Linked DNA regions of Mus musculus: regions 2, 3 and 4 are each linked to region 1. A link is a contact called in public Hi-C and HiChIP or PLAC-seq data. All regions are on one chromosome and are shown on one strand. Each heading gives the region's core, a stretch centred on a gene start, on an enhancer-like site or on the middle of the called end of the contact. The rest is flanking DNA. Distances are from core to core; before and after follow the strand shown. Region 1 overlaps Cd44 (CD44 antigen). Region 2 has its middle 40 kb from the start of Gm34483. Region 3 overlaps Slc1a2 (solute carrier family 1 (glial high affinity glutamate transporter), member 2). Region 4 overlaps Pdhx (pyruvate dehydrogenase complex, component X).

Region 1 (3,153 bases), core at 592-3,091:
TCCTTGGTACCACACATGCAATTCAGCAGGAAACAGTTTCCAGCAAAGTACACATAAGTAGCTGTGTGCAGCAAATGGCTGAGGATCAAGGCAGAAAATGTGTTTTAAGGATGGATAATGAATTTGATTTCATTTTTACTTTTTCTCCTCTGGTTCATTCTGGTCACTTTCTTATTAAACTAAAGATTCTTATTAAACTATATATATATATATATATATATATATATATTTGCTAATTTTAAGGTTGAATTCCCCTGAGGATGGTTGAAGCTCTGTCAATATTTAGACAAACCAGTTTTCTAGCCAGAAATTGGGGTTTGATTAAACTGACAAAAGTTACCTTTTAAAAAGAATCTTTCTAAAGGATTGCAAATATATGCCTTTTTTTGTGGAGGCTATGTGACTACTATTTCAAATCCTTCCTGGGTTGGGATGGAATCAAGAGTAACAAAATGTACACATATTTCAGGGACGATATAGGGTGGGAGAAGCATCACTTATTGAGCCTCTTCTTATTTTGACCACTTACTATGTTGAGTGCTAATGACAGTGAATCATGTGCAGCGCATGACAACCCCATCCAGAAGGCTGGACCATTCCTTTACTAAGGAAGAAACTGAAGCTCACAGGCTTACCTTGTCTAAAGCTATTCGAAACTCAGATTTAAATGTGGGGACTTCCCAGTACTTCAACTTTCTCCTCATTTCTAGAGTATGTGGGTGAAGGGGGTGGACTATTTCAACATCTCACACACTCTATATGAGCATTAGACAGACAGATTTCTTTTTAAAGCAAAAAGAAAGTAGCTTTAATGTCATGTTATAGGACAATCCATTATCTTTCCTATACTCAAGATATATCAGCTATGAATTTCTAAAGGTGTGTCTGTATCTCCTTCAGCTATTGTCAACCGTGATGGTACTCGCTACAGCAAGAAGGGCGAGTATAGAACACACCAAGAAGACATCGATGCTTCAAACATTATAGATGACGATGTCAGCAGCGGCTCCACCATCGAGAAGAGCACCCCAGAAAGCTACATTTTGCACACCTACCTTCCTACTGAACAGCCTACTGGAGATCAGGATGACTCCTTCTTTATCCGGAGCACCTTGGCCACCAGTAAGGAGAATGGCATCCTGGGTTTTCCTCTAGCAGTTCTTTGACAGAATGCCAACGGCCTTCCTGAGTAACGCACACCCCAGGGTCTGTTTTCTGCCATCTCTAGACATCTAGCTGTGGGTGAGATCATTTAGGGAGTCCAGCTCTTGTTCCTGTCAGTGTTCCTGGTCATTGTGCCATGGCTTCTACTCCCCTTCAGATCCCCACCATCTTCACCTCTGAACCTCTTACCTTGGGATAAGGAATGCCATATTGGCAGGGTTTCCTCAGGAAGGTGCCGATTTTCTCTTGCTCCTAAGGATTTAACAGTGCCTCCGACCTGTTACAGAAATAATTTGTGGTGTTGCTTGTTTTATTCTTGTCATTTGCCATTTTCTTTAAGAGAAAACTGTTCTCTTAAAGTCAGGACTGTAGAGTGTATGCTCCATCAGTGCCTTAAAGGATCCATTCTTAGGATTCTGATTGTGTAATATCCATATTCTTAACCCTAATTTTCAAACCATGCTCCCCCCCCCCCCCCCGCCAAAGGAAGCAAGAGTGAGGGGTTTTCTGATCACCTTCTGTTGCTGTAGAGTTCTGGATTGCAGTTTGTGGGGGAAGACCCTAATGCAAGAGCATTAGGTATCTGTGGGCAATGGCAGGGGAGGCAGCCCATGCAGCATTGAGTGGCTGCAGGTTTGTGCAGATGAGCTCTGTTAGGAAGGTGCTCAGAGATTTTTATCTCCTCCACTTCCCTCTCTGCACTTCCTCTATGGTTTGTTTTAGAATGAGGTTTTAGATGGCCGGGCTCCTTCTGTGGAGAATTATTCACACCCAAAAAGGGCAGCTAAGCCTTCACTGAGCCTCCTAGTATGGTGTGGATTTTCACATTTCCTGGCTGAAACTCAGAGGGGTGGAACTCTGGCTTTTTCACCGTTTGGCAGGAACGTACTGGCTTGGGAATATACAAGATAGGGCCCTTGTCACCCAGAAGCCAGGAAGCCTCCATAGCACTCTGAAGCAAGCTGAACTCACTTAACAGTGTTTTAGATTTCTGTTATCAGGTTGCTGAGTGAGGGGGAAGGCTGATATGAACGGGTGCAGGATTCCAGTCATTCTCAGGAAATTGTTTGAAGCCTTTCCAAAAAATAAAAAAGAATCCCCCATCAGATTCCGGGGGTTCGGGGATAGCTCAATGGGTAAAGTGCTTGCCAGGCAAGCACATGAGGACCAGAGTTTTTTGATCTTCAGCATCTACATAAAAAGTTGAGCATGACAGTGTGCATCTGCACTCCTAATACTAGACAGAGACGGGGAAAACCTGGAGCTCACTGGCTAGCCAGCCCGGGCAAGTCAGTGAGCTCTAGCTTCAGTGAGGGTTCCTAGCTCAAAAACTAAGGTGGACAGCAAGCAGGATAACATCTTGATGTCAACCCCTGGCCTCTGCACATGCCTAAGTACACGGACTCCATCTATCCACATGAGGCAACGCTCACAAGCTTCTCACGCCCTCCCAGGTCACTTCCTCTCTGATGGTTTGTCACCTTGTTGTCTGTAGTGTCCTGGGAAATACCTCTCCACAGAGACCTCTGCAGAGCAGGCAGGTGACATTGCGAGCTATGTGCACCTACTTGGGTCCCCTGTCCTTTTGATGCAACCGTGTCTGACGTGCTTCTCATTGGAATGTGCAGTTTTGACAGATGTTGGCAAATACAGTAATTAGTGGTCTGATAAGGAAGCAGAACAGGTCTAACCTAAAGTCCTATTTCCCACCCCAAAAGAACATCCTCGAACAAAATCTGTCATGTGGAGATTGAATACAGCTGGAGTCCCAACCTGTGTGGGGTGGGAGTTTCACATGTACTTGAAGAGGGGTAATTGGCCAAATATATTAGCATCCTTAACCCATTCCCTAAGCACTGCTCCTTCCCCATCCAATCTGGCCAGTCAGTGAATCCATCTTAAGGTGCTAATTTTGTACCAGATCCATTCTAATACTCAGAGTCTCAGGGTTGAGCATGGCAGCACGCATCTGTATCCTAGTAACAAGGG
Region 2 (3,177 bases), core at 221-2,720, 130 kb before region 1:
TCCCTCTCCTTTTATACTACTCACATTTAAATCTCTTTTTGTTGCAGGGACTAAGAAAGGAGCAGAACTTCAGCTACCTGATGTAGACAAGGTCTCATCTCACCTTTCAGATGCATTTCTCCCCGCCTACGTGGTGAAAAGATGAAAATCATGGCACATACGCTGTCTGCTTTCAATGTCATTTCTCTAAGGAACTTGGGGTCTCAATTTAGTGGCAAAAGTATATTTTTTCTTGGCTGGCCAAAAGTTTAAGGCACAGAAAAGAACAGAGAGTATCTTTAACTTTGCTTTCTTCAGAGGATTTCAGGGTAAGAATTAGAAGGTCACTCTGTAAGCGTGGACAACAGCCTATGGCTAGAAAGGTTACAAATCCCAAGTGGCATATACTCCTGATGCTTTATTAAGTAGACATCTCATCCAATCATCTTCGAAATGTGTATGCTTATACCCATGTACCAATGCTGCTTTCAGCCAAAGCCAAAGAAGCTACTGCTGCCCCCAGTGGACAGCAGTTAGTTCAGAGACTCATAACTGGACAAAGTGCTGAGAATAAGTAACTGTTCAGCATCAAAGAGTTGTAAGAGCTGGAGGATGAAGGAGACTACAATAAAGCAGTCTTCTGGGTGTGGCATGACCATGGTACATCATGAGCATCCCACAGTATGACTCCCTACCTCCCCGAGACCTGCACAAAGATGAGCAAGTAGGGAAATGAGTAGTTGGGAAGATACAGATCAGCTGGAGTGGTAAAGAGATATGAGAGAATAGTGTGTGTTGGGGGATGAGGGGTGGAATACAACCACACTGCATTGTATGCATGCTATATACATATATAAAATTCTCAAGTTAAAAAATAAGAGAGTGTTTGGAAGACAAGAAGGGATTTCCCAGAAAGAGCTGTTTGCATACATGGTGGCCCAGACTGACTGAGATCTGCATAGAGACAAGGGCGCAATAGCAGTGTTTTGGAAACTGTGGTAGGAAGGAGGCAGTGAGTCAGGGTTTACTGCCCTCAGAAAAAGATATTGCTCACAGGGAGGCTTCGGACGAAGTCTGTACATGCATGTGGGGTGGGGTTGGAAAGACAGATTGGCCTATGGGAACTTCGAAGAAGAAAGTCGGGGAGAGAGAGATGTGAGTGAAGGAAAGGTGGGGAAACCCACTGGGGAAATGATCCCAAAGAGGGTCTTTCAGGGCAGGAAAAGCTGTCAAAACAGAAGAAGAGCTCCTGTGTCCACTGAGAGCAAAGGGACATTTACCAGCTGTGTGGAAAGCCCATGGGTGTTCATCTTGTGTTGTCATGTTTCCAATTTTCATTTCTTTTTTCTTTTTCTTTTTAACCCATCAACACATGTGAAATGGTTGTGGTTCAGAGCAGTGCTGTTTTGGTAACTTTAGGGTATACTTACTGTCCGAGTTTAGGGCTAAACCAAACATAGCATACCTGGAAACTCTTCTTTATTTATCAGCAACCAGAATAGAAGCTGAGTCACAGGATGACACCAACACATCTGGTTTCTGTCTCATTCTTCCTTATTTCCTGGGTGTTGGCAATCTTCACTTTTGCTTGTTCCAAACTTGAAACACCCCATCTCAATAACCACTCATCCTGCCCGAGACTGATGCTCTCAGAGAGGGCCCTCACTGGTTCTTCTCCCAGTGGTCTTGTTGGCATCACTGAGATACACAGCCTTTCCACAAATAGCTGTGAACAAGTGTCCTGGTTAATTTCAAACACTGGCAGGTAATTGGTATTTAGCTTAGAAATCTCACCTATGCCTAAGCTAGATTTACTTGTGTTTAGAGGAGAGCAGAGAAAGAACCCATGTGTTTAGAGAAAGGCCTTTATCATCTCTCTTCCCAGGTTTGTAATTGACTATGACCCATTCACTGTATCCCCATGACCCATCCCTACTTCAGAGGAAGAAATAGGTGAGGATAGGGATATCAGCATCTTAGAGGCTCTGGAGCTGAAAAAATGTGCTGACATGGATTCATAATGTACAAGATGGGAAATAATTCCTTCATTTACTGAACTCCTTGCTATCACAAGAAAGGCTATGAGAATCCACCAGAGGTGGAGTGACCTTTTGACAAAGAATAAAATTAATTAAAATATCAAAATAATCCTCTCATCTATCTGTCTCTATATTGAGTTGCTTTCCTAGATGCATAAACTCTTGTGAGGTTCTTAGTCACATCCAGATATGAACTGTGTTTACCTGTTCATCTGTTCTCACCAAAGAGCCTTTCTTTGGTGTCGTTTTATATAAACTTCAGATGTAGAAGGCAAACAAGAAAGGCTGGATGCAGGGGTAGGGCTGGGTACAGGGGTAAGGTTGGGTGCAGGGTAGGGCTGGGTGCAGGGGTAGGGCTGGGTACAGGGGTAAGTTTGGGTTGCAGGGGTAGGGCTGGGTGCAGGGGTAAGGTTGGGTGCAGGGTAGGGCTGGGTGCAGGGGTAGGGCTGGGTACAGGGGTAAGTTTGGGTTGCAGGGGTAGGGCTGGGTGCAGGGGTAGATTGGGTGCAGGGTAGGGCTGGGTGCAGAGGTAGGGCTGCACTGGCCCTCTGTGTTTCCTTTCATTTGTTCTCTCCTCTGTCTGGAAACCACTGTGCTGGCTTCCCAGCACATCTTTGGAGAGTACTGACTCAGTGTTTGAAGTCAGAAAATAGGATATGGCCTCGTTCTTAGATTAGATTCCTCAGACAGCTCTCACTAACTTGACCCATCCCAGCCTCTTATATGTGCCTTGTGTTAACATATTCTCATTTTCTAGGCTAAGAGAAGGGGCTCCAGCAGCTCAGGTGTGACTTGGGATAGCCCACAGAGCTCCATGCCCTCTACTACTTCACTCTTCTCTGAACAATTTGCCCTCTGCACCCTGCAGTGAGTCATCAACACTCAAGACTACATAGTATAGATCACAGATTGTAGCCAGACTCCTGCAGCAAGCGCTTCTCTGATCTTATTTCAGATGTGCTCTTAGCAGGACATTCTGCTCAAACTGAACACAGTCCCATAGCCTGGGAGCCCCTTGCCCATCAGCCCATCAGCCAGTACAATTATGTTCCCATCTGATTACCATCTTCTCTCTGGACCAGTGATAGCCTATTTCCCAAGGAAGCTTCCCACTGTCATTTATAGAGTACAATGTTGTCTTCCTATCCTTGATGGACCA
Region 3 (3,163 bases), core at 509-3,008, 160 kb after region 1:
CACTGGAGCGAGGGCAAGAGGAATAGAATGGACCTTTGACCTTTAACTGAATTTCTCAAATGGATTCAATCTCAGGCCTCATAGTTAAGGCTCCGAAAAGCAGTAAGATCGAAAGAACATACAGCCCATGACTGTTTTCAGTTAAATTCTATGAAAAGTCAAGTCTATAAGGATGTAGTTAAAGTTGGAAAGAGTACTCAGCCCACATAGCCAACTTAACTGGGAGAAAGAGAACTTGAAGAGTGAATCTGAAACCAACTGTCTGTGGATTAAATTCACTAAAATGTATGCCACACAGAAAAGTAACCTGGCACACAAGAAGTGCTTTGTAAAGAGTAGACCTTTTGCTGTTGCTATCACTGTTATTAGGAGGCTGTTCTGACTCAAAACCTCTAAATACTTTGCCACATTTAGACAATGCAGATTAAATAGACAATATACTGCTTCTTTTCTTTCTTTGTTTTTTCAGTCATAAACCTCTAAGAAAGCAAACTCCCAGAGCCAGGCACCCCTGCCTCTGCCACACTCCCTGGGAGCGACCACCTAGCAATCTGGGAGCTCAGATGACTTCACTTGAGGCTTGAGAAGATGCCAAAGGCTCTCCGTGAGAGCCAGCCCAGAGAGACAGACATTCGATCGAGTTTTTCCAATGAGAAGCATATGTCCAGGGTACACACACACACACACACACACACACACATGTATGGAAAGAAACAATGTGAAGTACATTTTGTCCCAAGAACTGATTCATACTTATCCTTTGAGGACTAACTTTTTCACTTAAATCCCAGGCCAATGGAAAGATGGTTCTGAGAACAACTTCTGGGCAATCGATCATCCGAGTGGCAGTTGCCAGTGGGAAACATAAAAGTTGGGACAAGTCCAGGTGTCCACGGAATTGTTTAAATAAAATTGTTAAGACCAAAGGGCCATTGATCGCCTCTGTTTTTCCTTTCTATGACCATCTCTCTAGAAACATCAAGTCAGTCCCACTCAATCAGCCAACACCGTGGCCTGCATGTTCTCGCTAAGTAGGGTTCATTATATTGTTAAATAGGCACAAGATGATTCCAAACAGTGTATGAAAGGTCAGATCTGCTATGAGTCACATATTTCCATAACCTGTCTAAGCATATCATGTAATCCCTTGGCTAGCTTTTGAAAACCCCAAGAGCTCACTGGCATGATAAGACAACCCAGTTAGCAAGCAAGCAGGCTCTCTACTATAGCTGTTCAACATAAGATGCCAATACTCTTGACCTCTTCAGACACAGAAGAGAGGCGCACACTTGAATTAAGATGACCCTGGCTCTCTGTATGGTTCAACTCCACCTAAAGGTTCCACAGAAAGGCTCTGGAATTTTCCTTGGTTCTTGAGGCATAGCTTTGGCCCTGATCAGCATGCACACTAACCTTCTCTGAATGCTGTGCTCCTTGGGCCTCTTCATGGACACATTCGGGAGGCTTAAGTCTAGGTGACCTCTTGGTTAAGGAGTTTTAGTTTAAATCCCAGCTAATCTGCGCTGCTGCGGGGACTGCTCTGATCTCTTGACACATCTTAGTTCAAGTCTACAGAGAACAGCAAAGTCAGTGCAAACAAAAAAGTGTTATCAGGTTCCCCCATTTCCTCTCCTCCACACAGTTCTCCTCCACCAGCAGCCCCCTCGTCTCCTCTATCAACAGAGTCCTAGCAGAGCCAGTGCCTCTCCCTGCAGAGCCAGGGCTAAGGCGGCTTAGTGGCTGAGAGTCCATCCCAGGTGGGCACGCCCTGCTTGTTTGCAGTGCTCTGGGTATTTTTAGCATCTGTCTATAGGGAAAAGGCTAAGCCACACCGCGTGGCTGTTATGCTACTAATGACACCCTGAGCTCCAAGAAGCAGCAGTCACGGCAAATACTGACGCTTCAGGTGCAAGAAAACAACACTTCACTGAAAAATCACACCCTTGTGGGGGTGGGGGAAAGAAAAGTTCATGAATTAAGCTTCCACGAGGTATTACATAGCTCTGGTATAAGTTACCTAACTGTGGGAATTTCTGAGTAGTAGTTACATGTATTCCTCCTCTTTCTCTCTTTTGTTTTCTTTCCATTCCTTTCCTTCTGCTTCCCTTCCCTATTGTCTTCTCAGCATCTCTTTGGAGAACCACCCATCTCTACACGCTCCATGAAAGTACAAACAATAATCCATATTTAGCCAATCGGAGTGAACGTTTCCTCACTGGTTACACCAGGAATGAATGGAACTGGAGTTCACCCAACTAGAATCTTCCCTGGGGGCCTTTCTGGATCGTCAGAAAAAAAAAAGAGGCAGTTTTCATTGCTGTAATTATTAACTATGAAGGCACCGTATGCCTTGAGCTTGACCCATCATTGCCTGGAACAAAGATAACTCAGAACCAAGCTCAGCTAAGAGACTGAGTAACAGATTGGCCCCCCAGTCCTGCTGCATCTAAATCCCTGGAATTCCTGAACACCTCAGTGAGACTCAGTTACATCAGCCAGTAAGACTCCTTCCTCTTTCCCTTTGGCGTGGCACCAAGAATACTTGAAGAAATCTGGATATAGGGCTGTCGTTAAATGTTTTAATTTTTAAAAACTTTAAAGCAGAGAGACAATAAGTAACCCACAAATCTGTCCACTGATTTCCACTGTGCTGGTTCAGAGGCACCCAGATTGCCTTTCTCTCCTACAGAAAGTGGGAGACCATAAGCTCCCTTTGGCACTTCCAGAAAATAACAGGCTCCACGGCACCATTTCATTGGCTGCCTTTCCAAGAAAAGCTATGTATCCCTGGTGGCCTTCAGGAGCTGCACACAGAGGGTGAGAATGGGATTTTGCACACAGACCCTTCAGGGAGGGGAGATGGCTATGATGATGAGCAGAACAATATGACAGATGACAGTGGCCTGCACGCATCCTCCAACCGACTCACATTCTCTTAAGGTTAAATGCTCACCACAATGGGCCCATTTGATGGGTGGAGACAGTGCATTAGCCAACATGCCCAAGACTGCACAGCAAGTGGGATGTGAACCAGACTTAAAAGGAAAACATTTGTGCCACAGAGGATGTGTTCAGCCACCGGGTTGACCTTTCTATGGATTCACCTGCTCGTTGTGGCCCTGAGCAACCTTGAAAGTTTTCACCACAACAGAGAGTCAACTTC
Region 4 (3,227 bases), core at 551-3,050, 170 kb before region 1:
ATTCTAGTCTACTTTGATATGACATGCAAAATAGAAGAGTGGCAAACAAGCTCACCATGGTGGTTTGCGCCTATAATCTTAGTACTTGGAAGACTAAGGCAGGGTTCCCATGAGTTCAAGACTAGCCAGAGCTACAGAGTGAGATCCTGTTTCACAAGAGAGGAGACCTAGGAAGGAGAACAGATGGGAAGTAGTGCTCATCTACTCCATCAGCTGAGCCAAATTGTCCCTCATTATCAGTAACATTAGAACTGCTTCTTTCTGTTGGCAGCTCTGGCAAGATAACGATATTTAAATGAGATGGTAATGAATGGTAATTTAATTCACCAGTTGCAGAAAGTTTCTCCTTAGTGTCAGTTGACATAAATCACCAGAAAAAAGACTCCATGGTACAAGTTGTATTGAGTATGACATGATGAACTATAGCCCTAACAAAGGAGCCTTCAGAAATAATTAGTGCCCCAGTATATCTCTTGTTAAGAAAAATATTTAATTCAGTTATTCGGTTTTAACAAGCCATTTTAAAATGGACTCTTCAAACTTTTGTCAGATTAACTTAAAATTATTACCAAGCACCGTTTTCAAAATAGCTTTTACACTTGCACTACTTTCAAGTTCAGTGTGGCTGAAATGTTTTTAATACTGTGTGAGTGTGTGTTGTGTGGATGTGGATATAGACACATGTTCCCAGGTGTGTAAGGCAGAAAACAACCTTGGATTCTTGCTTTCCACCTTGTTTGATGTATGATCTCTTGCTCACTGCTGTGTACACCAGGCTAGCTCCTGGTAATTGTCTTGTCTCTGCCTCCATCTGCCTGTAAGAACAGGTAGGGTCATGGTGTCTGTCTTTCAGGGTGTTAGGTTTGCATGACGAGTGCTTTTACCCACTGAACCCTCTCCTCAGCCCCCTTTTCTAATTTTGACATCTGAGGACTTGAACATGAGACAGCCATAAGTAGCTCTTTGCTTGCGCTCTGTCTTCTGTGGGCCGGTATCACTAGCAATAATGCCTCCATTTCCTGTAGCTACAAAGGAGGTTGGTCCCCATCCAGCTTGGACAGAGGCACTGTTTATCTGAAGCCATTTATTTCAGTTCGTGGGCAACACAAACCTAGTTGCCTCCCTCTCATGGTTTCTGTGATAGTTAATAAGCAGTGTAGAAGCTTTCCCCGTTTGATCAAAAATAATTCCTCTAGCATCTCTAGCAATTAGATTCCTGTAAGCAAATTGTCATTTATGGAAATAATCCTATTGCAGCATGAGGTCAAGGAATGATCTTGATTTGAAGGAGTGTGGATACATGGTGTGAGCCATGTGTGCATCAGCAAGACTGTCCACCACCACACTCTGTTTATAACAGGCAAATATACTGAGACAAGGAAAACAACCTAAGCATGAATTATGAGGGAAAAGCATCATTCATCTTAGTGTTTAACCATTAGTCATGGAAGTATTAATGAACAGTTACCTCTGTTAGTCAGAATGGGCTGGTTTCTTTAACTACACTTCCTACTTAGTAGCTAAAAATGAGTTTGTCCACTATTTTCTGTCACATTAAAAATGTCTGGGTGCTGCTGACCAGACTTGAATGAAACATTGCCAAGTAATTTATAAATACTGTTAAGAGTGTTCACATAATATCGAATGGAACTTTTTCTTTTTCTTTTGTTTTTTACTTATTTGCACTCTGAACCTACCTTTACCAGTAATTGTTTAAGCAAAACATAAGTTCTGGAAAAGAAGCCTTGTTTCCCTACTTTGAAAGGTAGGTGGTGCTATGAGTTAATATATTGTCATCCAAATAGAGAAACTGCATGGCTTTCGGTCTCAGCTTTCAAAGACATTCTGTTCTCATGACAAGGTTGTGTCATGATGGACGCGGGCTCCCTTCGCAAAGTGAAGAAATGAACTTATGCAGATTAAAAATTACACTTGAAACAAGTGCTATGAATGGGAAGCACTGGATTTTTAGAAGGGAGTAACAATACAGAAAGACTTTAAAATTAATCTGGCCATGATTCCAAGTGGGTTACAACAAAGGATGTGGGGCAGCAGGAAACAGCTGCAGGGTTTATACTAACTGAAGTATGACTGACTCTGGATCGCCATTACCTCAGGGCTTTTAATGAAGAAGGACAAGGAAGTGTGTCCTCCATGCCAGGCTGCTGTATGTGTGTTGTGAATGCAAGGTAGGCGTGTGCTTTCGAGACAGCGCCATAAGATGAGTGGAATTCCCTCCAGGACAGTTTCTGGAGGCTCACTATTGCCACTTGAAGAGGAGTGAGGTGCTTATATGTGATACAGCAAGTAGCATGGTTTCAGGACACATCTAAACTTGTAAATAAAAGAGTGATCGTCTCATAAAGACATTTTGAATAGTTCTGCATGGTTATTTGCCTTTCTGGCATCTGCATTGGTTTTGGAAGGAGGCAATTGGAACAAAGTAGTTTATCTTCTAAGTTATAGAACAATGAGGAGCCTCTTTAATTAAAAATAGTTTAGATAAACATATTTGGTGCCCACAGAGGCCAGAAAAGGCCATTGGATTGCCTGGAACTGGAGTTTCGGGCACTTGTGAGCAGCCATGTGAGTGCTGAGAACTGATCTTGGGACCTTTGCAAGAGCAGCTAACCACTGAACCATTTCTTAAGCACCCTTAATTGAAATTTGCTAAAGTCGTTTGCAGATGAACTTTGGAAAGTTACTGTTAGTTTGTGTCTTTGATCATATAGTTTATTTTCACAAATTAGAAGTCACTTCCCTGATTTTCCAACTCTGAGCCACCTTTTTCTTTCTGAGAAAGTGAGTATTGTCAATGCTCCTTGATTTAAACTATACCACCAAGGACATAAGTTTAAGGGAAATATAGGTTTCTGTTAAAAGTTGAGAGAACATTAGGACGATCAGTCAAGATTTTCTCATCTAAATGTATTTAAATTTTTTTCTTTATGAGATTCATAGTTATTCTTGTCACAGACAAGTAGATCTTTAAAGATTTGTCTGTTGTGGCCAAATGAGATACACATTAGTCAAGCCTTTATAAAGCATAAACTGGACACAAGGTTAAGTTTTTATGTGTATGTTACACTTAAACTTTGTATAGGGTCTCAATGTATGTAGCCCTGGTTATCCAGGAACTCCCTTTGTAGACCAGGCAGACCTCAAACTCAGATCTACCTACCTCTGCCTCCCTAGTGCTGGGATTAAAGGTGTGCACCACCACCTCT

What was found. A called contact is a pair of places that touch in the nucleus more often than the background predicts. HiChIP or PLAC-seq counts read pairs in DNA pulled down with a chosen protein or histone mark.
Region 2: a BATF HiChIP or PLAC-seq map of CD8 T cells shows a contact between it and region 1, with 9 read pairs. The contact joins two enhancer-like sites. A contact is called at or near these places in 1 of 15 datasets of contacts at CTCF or cohesin (CD8 T cells), 5 of 484 Hi-C or Micro-C datasets (ECoMG-derived neutrophils, the HPC-7 cell line, bone marrow-derived macrophages and 2 more), 5 of 115 datasets of contacts at active chromatin or transcription factors (CD8 T cells, the HPC-7 cell line, Th17 cells and 2 more) and 1 of 9 other capture datasets (embryonic stem cells).
Region 3: a BATF HiChIP or PLAC-seq map of CD8 T cells shows a contact between it and region 1, with 5 read pairs. The contact joins two enhancer-like sites. A contact is called at or near these places in 7 of 484 Hi-C or Micro-C datasets (B cells, the BV-2 cell line, LSK cells and 4 more), 3 of 115 datasets of contacts at active chromatin or transcription factors (CD8 T cells, bone marrow-derived dendritic cells and bone marrow-derived macrophages) and 1 of 9 other capture datasets (adipose tissue).
Region 4: a Hi-C map of bone marrow-derived macrophages shows a contact between it and region 1, with 59 read pairs. The contact joins two enhancer-like sites. A contact is called at or near these places in 1 of 15 datasets of contacts at CTCF or cohesin (the G1E-ER4 cell line), 22 of 484 Hi-C or Micro-C datasets (3T3-L1-derived adipocytes, B cells, the C10 cell line and 17 more) and 9 of 115 datasets of contacts at active chromatin or transcription factors (CD8 T cells, the HPC-7 cell line, Th17 cells and 6 more).

Annotation. Positions count from the first base shown.
Region 1 is chr2:102,850,984-102,854,136 of GRCm38.p6, reverse strand. Cd44 (CD44 antigen) reads left to right here. Exons shown (of 9, transcript NM_001039151.1): 5 at 901-1,122. Among named protein-coding and RNA genes, the nearest start is that of Gm23731, 45 kb to the left of the region's middle. Within about 2 kb of position 1,841, at least 37 of the 459 cell types and tissues checked have an H3K27ac peak or open chromatin away from gene starts, as enhancers often do. A contact at or near this core is called in CD8 T cells, the HPC-7 cell line, bone marrow-derived macrophages and 1 more, where this site is marked.
Region 2 is chr2:102,979,419-102,982,595 of GRCm38.p6, reverse strand. No RefSeq gene overlaps it. Among named protein-coding and RNA genes, the nearest start is that of Gm34483, 40 kb to the right of the region's middle. Within about 2 kb of position 1,470, at least 69 of the 459 cell types and tissues checked have an H3K27ac peak or open chromatin away from gene starts, as enhancers often do. A contact at or near this core is called in CD8 T cells, bone marrow-derived macrophages and regulatory T cells, where this site is marked.
Region 3 is chr2:102,692,371-102,695,533 of GRCm38.p6, reverse strand. The region is part of intron 1 of Slc1a2 (solute carrier family 1 (glial high affinity glutamate transporter), member 2); the gene reads right to left. Among named protein-coding and RNA genes, the nearest start is that of Slc1a2, 35 kb to the right of the region's middle. Within about 2 kb of position 1,758, at least 25 of the 459 cell types and tissues checked have an H3K27ac peak or open chromatin away from gene starts, as enhancers often do. A contact at or near this core is called in CD8 T cells, where this site is marked.
Region 4 is chr2:103,017,859-103,021,085 of GRCm38.p6, reverse strand. Pdhx (pyruvate dehydrogenase complex, component X) reads left to right here. Exons shown (of 11, transcript NM_175094.5): 11 at 1-31. Among named protein-coding and RNA genes, the nearest start is that of Pdhx, 54 kb to the left of the region's middle. Within about 2 kb of position 1,800, at least 38 of the 459 cell types and tissues checked have an H3K27ac peak or open chromatin away from gene starts, as enhancers often do. A contact at or near this core is called in the HPC-7 cell line and bone marrow-derived macrophages, where this site is marked.